Linked DNA regions of Xenopus laevis: region 1 is linked to region 2. A link is a contact called in public Hi-C data. All regions are on one chromosome and are shown on one strand. Each heading gives the region's core, a stretch centred on a gene start, on an enhancer-like site or on the middle of the called end of the contact. The rest is flanking DNA. Distances are from core to core; before and after follow the strand shown.

Region 1 (3,157 bases), core at 368-2,867, 66 kb after region 2:
AAATCCTTCGACTTCGAATATCGAAGTCGAAGGATTTAGCGCTAAACGTTCGTTCGATCGATCGAACGATTAAATCCTTCGAATCGAACGATTCGAAGGATTTTAATCCAACGATCGAAGGAAAATCCTTCGATCAAAAAAAGGTTAGCAAACCTATGGGGACCTTCCCCATAGGCTAACATTGACTTCGGTAGGTTTTACCTGCCGAAGTAGGGGGTCGAAGTTTTTTTTAAAGGGAAAGTACTTCGACTATCGAATGGTCGAATAGTCGAACGATTTTTAGTTCGATTCGTTCGATTTCGTTCGTATTCGAACGAATTTAACCAATTCGATGGTCGAAGTACCAAAAAAATACTTCGAAATTCGGATTTTTTTCATTCGAATCCTTCACTCGAGCTTAGTGAATCGGCCCCTTAGGGTTGGGCATGTTGGTCGTTTTAGTCTTGCTTTTGACTCTACTGTGCTACTATGTGACTGTGCTGGAAGTTCATAGTTCCCAGCAGATCTCAACTGATACATCTGCACATTAAATCTGGGTTTCTTGTGACTTCTGTGAGCACATCTAGGTACTGCTTCCAATCAGTTGCCACACTTGGCATTTTGATGAGGCCCACTGTTTCACTAAAGCTGCCCATACATCGGCAGATTGAAGCTGCGCCTTCTAACCAAGGGGCAGACTTACTAAAGGGCGAATTGTGGCCAGCAACTGATTCGCACCTATTGCAACACTTTGCACTCAGACTACGCCAATTCACTAAAATGCGGAGTTTCATCATGGTCAACGAACGCTGACGACTTTTCGCTAGCGTTACTTCGGCAATGTGAGCATTTGATAGTGGAGATGCGCTAGCAAATCTCTAGGGATCTTGTGCTCAGGTCAATTTGCATAGGGCAGGAAATAAAAGTTGTATGTACGTCATGTTAAATGTTGATGCATATACTTACAAATGACACTTTTTACAACACATGTCCAGGGAATCTTAATAAAGGCAATAGAGTTATTCTAATGGCCTACGCATGTGCCCACTGTAAAATTAATGTTCCATATGTATGGGGAAAACCGGTTACCCAAAAAAAGTTTAAGTTAGGTCCTTGGCAGGCAATCAGGCTGAAAAAAGGAAAAGATGCCAGCGTGTTTTGGACTTTTGGACTTTTATGCATTTTCGGCTCACAGAATATAACGTAAGTGACAGAAGATAGAGATAGATCTAGGTAATTTAATGCACTTCGTCTGGTCCGAGGTTGTGAAGACAACTCTGGGAAAGAGGTAACGTTCAATAAATTTCGCACTTTAGTGAATTTGCGGAGTAACGACCATACGCCAGAGCGAAAAGTCGCCTGGTGATAGAGTGCGAATGACAGATATCGCCAGTCTGTTTCGCTAGCGAATTGGTGCCTGCGCCTGTTAGTAAATTGGCAATAATATGCATGTAATCTGAATAGCAGTGACTTTAAAGGAGAAGGAAATGCTGGCAGTACTTGGGGGTGCCAAATGTTAGGCACCCCCAAGTGATTGTATTGACCAGGGCCGGGCTGCTTATCGCTCCTGCGACAATTCGCGCATGCACAGGAGCGATAAGCCGGTACCGAAACCGTCCGGCATGCCTAGGGCGCCTTTTCGGCGCAGCCCGGCCCTGGTCAATACTTCAAAAAAGAAGTAGAAAGCGCAGAGTCGGCCAGAGAGGGGACCGGACGTGCCTGGCACCCCCCCCCCCATGCTTTGGGCACTAGGCACGTGCCTACTTTGCCTACCCCTTGGGCCAGCCGTGGTATTGACTTACCTGAAACCCTGGGCCGGTGCTCCTATCAGCAGGCACGGGGTTATACCAGTGAGCACCACGGAGCGATCTTCTTCCGTCCTTCTCCTTCAGTAGGACGAAAATCCGAACTTTAACTAAAAAGTCAGCTATTTCGTTCAACTGCACATGCGTTTTCCCCGGGAAATTTGAAGAAAGAAGACGGAAGTGGACCACTCCGTGGTGCTCACTGGTATAACTCCGGGCCGGGGTTTTAGGTAAGTCAATACAATCACTTGGGGGTGTCTAACATTTGGCACCCCCAAGTGCTGCAAGCCTTTCCTTCTCCTTTAAACATAAATAAAATCAATAACAAACAATATTAACAGAAAAACGAACCCCTTGCCGTCAATTTGTTTGCATTGTCAGTCCCAGGCCAGAATGAGGTGGAACAGGAAGGTTAATAATGCATAAACCATGAAAAAAAATGCTTAGTAATAAAGAGCAAAATATACCAACAAACAAACATGAGTTTGCTCATCTCAGATAATATGCTGTGGAGGATTCAGGCCTCAGTTTAAATATTCAGTGCAGCCCTAGACTGGAGGCTTTTGCAAGCATATTCCTGATCCTATTTTTTATAATTATGTTGTAACAATCCTGAATATATACTGTGCACAGAAACTGATTAGAACGTCCAGCAGAGGGCAGGCCTCCACTGTTTTAATGTGACATTTGTTTTTCATCTCTGTTGCTGCTGTAATTATCTTCCTCTCATAATTTGTAATATGATATTCTTGGTATTTGAACAAACCCCTTGTCTTTTATAGTGACTGGTAAGGTCCCGCAGTTCACCTTCACATCCATCCGACTGCACCACCAAACTATATATATTAGGGTGCATTCACTAACATTGATGCAAAGCGCGTTTTGAGCACAATCACCATTCCTTTTCCCACAATGCAACATTTCCACCAGAATTCCATCTTCATTGTGGATGCAAATGGATGATTCTCTTGATGCTATTGTACTGTGCCTACTGCAATGAAAGTTATGTCTGCTGCTGATTCTTTCGGCGCAAGTGTTTTGCGTTTAATTACGCACGTCGCAAAAGTACCCTTGGAGCTACTGTCCAGACAGGAGGTGGCAGTAGCTCCAGGATTACCCTGCATCAATATGTGTAGCAGCAACTGATTGTGAACGGAGAGCAGGAGCGACTGAGCGGCACTGAGCACATCTATACAGAGGTACTAAGAGCTCATTTTAATGCAAGTACCTTTAAATAAAATTCATTGAGGAGAAAGCACAAGTAAAGCTCCCCATAGACGCAACGATTCTTCTTGCCGAACGACCGATTTTAGGGAAGTCCGACCAATCCTTCGAAATTATTGTGTGGTTAGTGGGATTCGAACGATCGTACA
Region 2 (3,547 bases), core at 254-2,753:
CCAGCAGCCTAACAACAGAACAATGGGAAGGTAACCAGATAGCAGCTCCCGAACACAGGATAACAGCTCCGTGGTAGATCTAAGAACAGCACTCAATAGTAAAATCCAGGTCACACTGCATTACATTCAGTTATATTGAGTAGGAGAAACAACAGCCTGCCAGAAAGCAGTTCCGTCCTAAAGTGCTGGCTCTTCCTGAAAGCACATGACCAGGCAAAATGACCTGAGATGGCTGAATACACACCTATATTATAAAAAAATACACTTTCTGGTTCAGGAATACAAGGTTATATTGTAGAGTGAATTATTTGCAGTGTAAACAGTGTAATTTAGAAATAAAAACTACACCATAAATATTGTGACAGAGTAAAAAAAAAAAGAGTGAAAGCAGAGTCAAAGAGCAGTACTTTTTAACTACAACCCTTTATTGAGTAAATTCACCCAATAAGGCTCGATCGTTTTTACCACCAGAGGCCATGATTTCTGCAATGTGGACAGCATTTACCTCACACGCATAGAAAATATGAAAATAGTCAGATACATTCAGGTGCCATGTTGAGAAACCTCAATGACAATATGTTTTATTTACAGAACCACTACATATAGTTCCTGTTATAGAACCTCACTATAAACAAAACAGACCCTGGAATTTGGTTAAATTGGCATCATTTGATCACAAATTCTTCCAAAACATTTTGGCTTTTTATATAGCCTGGACCCCCCCCCCCACCATATTGATGATTACATTCACTAGAAGCAGTTGAATTATGGTTTGTACGCGAATAAGGAGAATATGTATCCCAGGCTCCCAACAGACCCTACAGTATATATAGCAGATAAGAGTTCATTGTCACTTTTTTACTGTAACCATATTCTATATTCCATAGGGCGGCCATTCCCAGTAAGCTGATAACTGGTGCGGCTGTGAGACCTCCTCTCCACTATAAGACGCTGATAGTCTCTAGTATTATGCTATAGCTTATAATGGGTATTGTCCCAATTGCATTTCCGTCCTTCAATTATGCATTATATTTGATATCTAGAGCATAAAAGAGCATTTCCTTAAGCCAAAAGTTCATGAGTTCCCTTCTTTACAGAGTGGCAGCATGCTACTCGCTGGCCTTCATATCTCTTATTGGATCTCTGATGCGAGTGAACCTTTTCAAAGTAAGTTTTCACTTTCAATACTTCCCCTTTGCTCATACACCACTATATTGGGTGTGTTCTTGTTCTTATTCCATTCCCTTTCAATGTAGAGGTGATAAGGGTCGTTTTTGGACTCTTGCTTTCTGGATCTGGTATAAGCCAGTATAAGACCCCCGGCCAGGCAGCCATAGAAGATCATGATGAGTAGAATGTACAAGTAAGCATCATCGTTATCATCTTCTTCCATTGGGGGAACTGTGCTGTTGGTCTTGCCAAGTTCCTGAAGAAGCTGAGTCAAAAGACTCCTGAGACGAGAAGTATTACTACAATTCATGTTTATGGCGCCCGCTGATTCTTATCCAAAGAGAAACCAATGATGCAAATGCTCAAGTGTAAAGAAACCACAGCTTGTACTGGTCCAGCAGTTGTCTAGATCACTTTTGGTCCCATGGTTACTTCTGCCAGTGCCTAAACAAATGTGCAATTCAACCTAAGGTAAAGCATTGAAGAGAGAAAGAACAAGATGTTTAAAGGAGAAGGAAAGGCTAAAATTAGGCAAGCTTTATCAGAAAGGTCTATATAAATATACCAGTAAAACCTCAGAGTAATGCTGCTCTGAGTCCTCTGTCAAAAGAAACACAGCATTTCGTTCCTTCTATTGTGTAAACATGGGCTTCTGTTTCATTCTTCCTGTTTTCAGCTTAAACCTCCAGGGCTAGGGCTTGAGCATGCTCAGTTTGCTTCTCACTCCCTGTCCCCTCCCTTTTCCCCCTTCCCCCACCCTGCTGTAATCTGAGCCCAGAGCTATGATTGAGCAGGGAGAGAATGGGGCTGGGGCAGGATAAATAGTGTTATTGCTTGCACTATTGTGGATAATCTATTGGCAATAAACTGCTTCGGTAGCTTTCCTTCGCCTTTAAGTCAGACTTTCCTTAGTATGGTGGTACATTGTTTTAGCATTGCTGTTTTGTAGTGCTGGGGGCCTAGGTTCTATCTGTGTCTGCATGGGTTAACTCCCATAAGGTTGTAAGCTCCACTGGGGGCAGGGACCGGCACTATTTAAATAACTAAGGTGTGTTTCAAACCTACTTGATTTTCTTATAAAATGTGACACATTCAAACAGAACTGGTTATGTGGGTGAAACCCACTATAACAAATCTTTAAATTAGACATTTGTGAAAAGAAACTGCAATAGCTGGTATGTGTCTTTGAGAAAACACAGTTATAAAATGATATTCTAAATGCTATTTTTTTTATTCTTATTCCTGTAATGTATATCTGTGCTGTAGTTTACCTGGTTGCTATAAAGACATACATATATATCAGGGTGCTCTGCAGACAGCGTTGGCTTGCAGATAAACTAGAAAAGCAGGACCAACCATACAACTGTAACAACACTTTCCCAGTAAAGAAACATGAGGTCAACTACTTTGGTCTAATTGAAGGAAAACAGTTGAAGGAGAAAAAAAACCCACTGTAACATTAACATGAGAAAGCGCCAGCGAGTCTGGATGTAATAACCATCATGGAAGAATGGTGGAAACTAAGACCAGGAGAAATGGAGAAAAATAAAGTCCCCCGTCTCTCTCAGCTCTGTGAAACAGAATTCAGATTTGTAAGAATATTCCTATTTCCATCAGGGTTCGACACCTGAGGATCTATGTAAAAACAAAAGGTGCGTACCCTTTTGTTTTTAATAGCGCTGACATATTCGACTGAACTTTACAGAGGTTGTTCTTTGTATCCGTCTTTCCCTGCCCCAGTGAGCTTACAGTCATAGTCACACGATGGGGGTAATTTTTATCGGAAACCATTGAACCTGCCTGTTAGTTTTTAAGGAAACTGGAGCACAGAGAGGAAACAAACGCAGACAGGGAGAGTAAACTGCGGATAATGCTGGTTCACTGGAAATGACAAATGAAAACTCTTGTTGTTGATTAAAGAAAAGTACATAAAGCTATAAGCAGATGATGACCCGTGAGTTTAAATGAACAAACACCCAACTCCATAGAGCTCTCTATTAAGAGATAAGTACCCCCCCCATATTCCCAGCAGAGCCCCACCAGACAAAAACTCACCTCTACAGATGTTGTGTGAATAATCACATTCCCCTGTGTGTGCTGTGAGACTGGGGAGGGGGTTAGTGAAAGGGGCTTTGGATTGGGCGGTCACATTGTCTCTGGGGTAGGTTACGTTAGAGAGATCCCGGGGGGGGGGGGGGGGGGGGGAGGCTTGTTGGAACTGGTGTAACATGTCGAGAAGGAGTGTGCCTTTGTGCAGCCAGACAGGGTACAGCCCTTCCTAATGTTTGCCTCTCCCACAGCTCTCTCATGTAACGACTATTTGCCCTATAATTGGCCCAAGAACTGTGCATAACAGCAAACAGGTTTAACTGTTTCA

Evidence for each region. A called contact is a pair of places that touch in the nucleus more often than the background predicts.
Region 1: a contact with region 2 is called in a Hi-C map of animal cap, with 5 times the contacts expected there. The contact joins the enhancer-like site here to the promoter of kcne5.L in region 2. A contact is called at or near these places in 3 of 4 Hi-C or Micro-C datasets (the XL177 cell line, the XTC cell line and animal cap).

Annotation. Positions count from the first base shown.
Region 1 is chr8L:42,591,609-42,594,765 of Xenopus_laevis_v10.1, forward strand. No RefSeq gene overlaps it. Among protein-coding and RNA genes, the nearest start is that of acsl4.L, 18 kb to the left of the region's middle. Within about 2 kb of position 1,618, at least 1 of the 7 cell types and tissues checked has an H3K27ac peak or open chromatin away from gene starts, as enhancers often do.
Region 2 is chr8L:42,525,253-42,528,799 of Xenopus_laevis_v10.1, forward strand. It overlaps kcne5.L (potassium channel, voltage gated subfamily E regulatory beta subunit 5 L homeolog), which reads right to left and starts at 1,504. Exons shown (of 1, transcript NM_001088875.1): 1 at 1,163-1,504. The coding sequence starts at 1,480. The coding sequence ends at 1,163.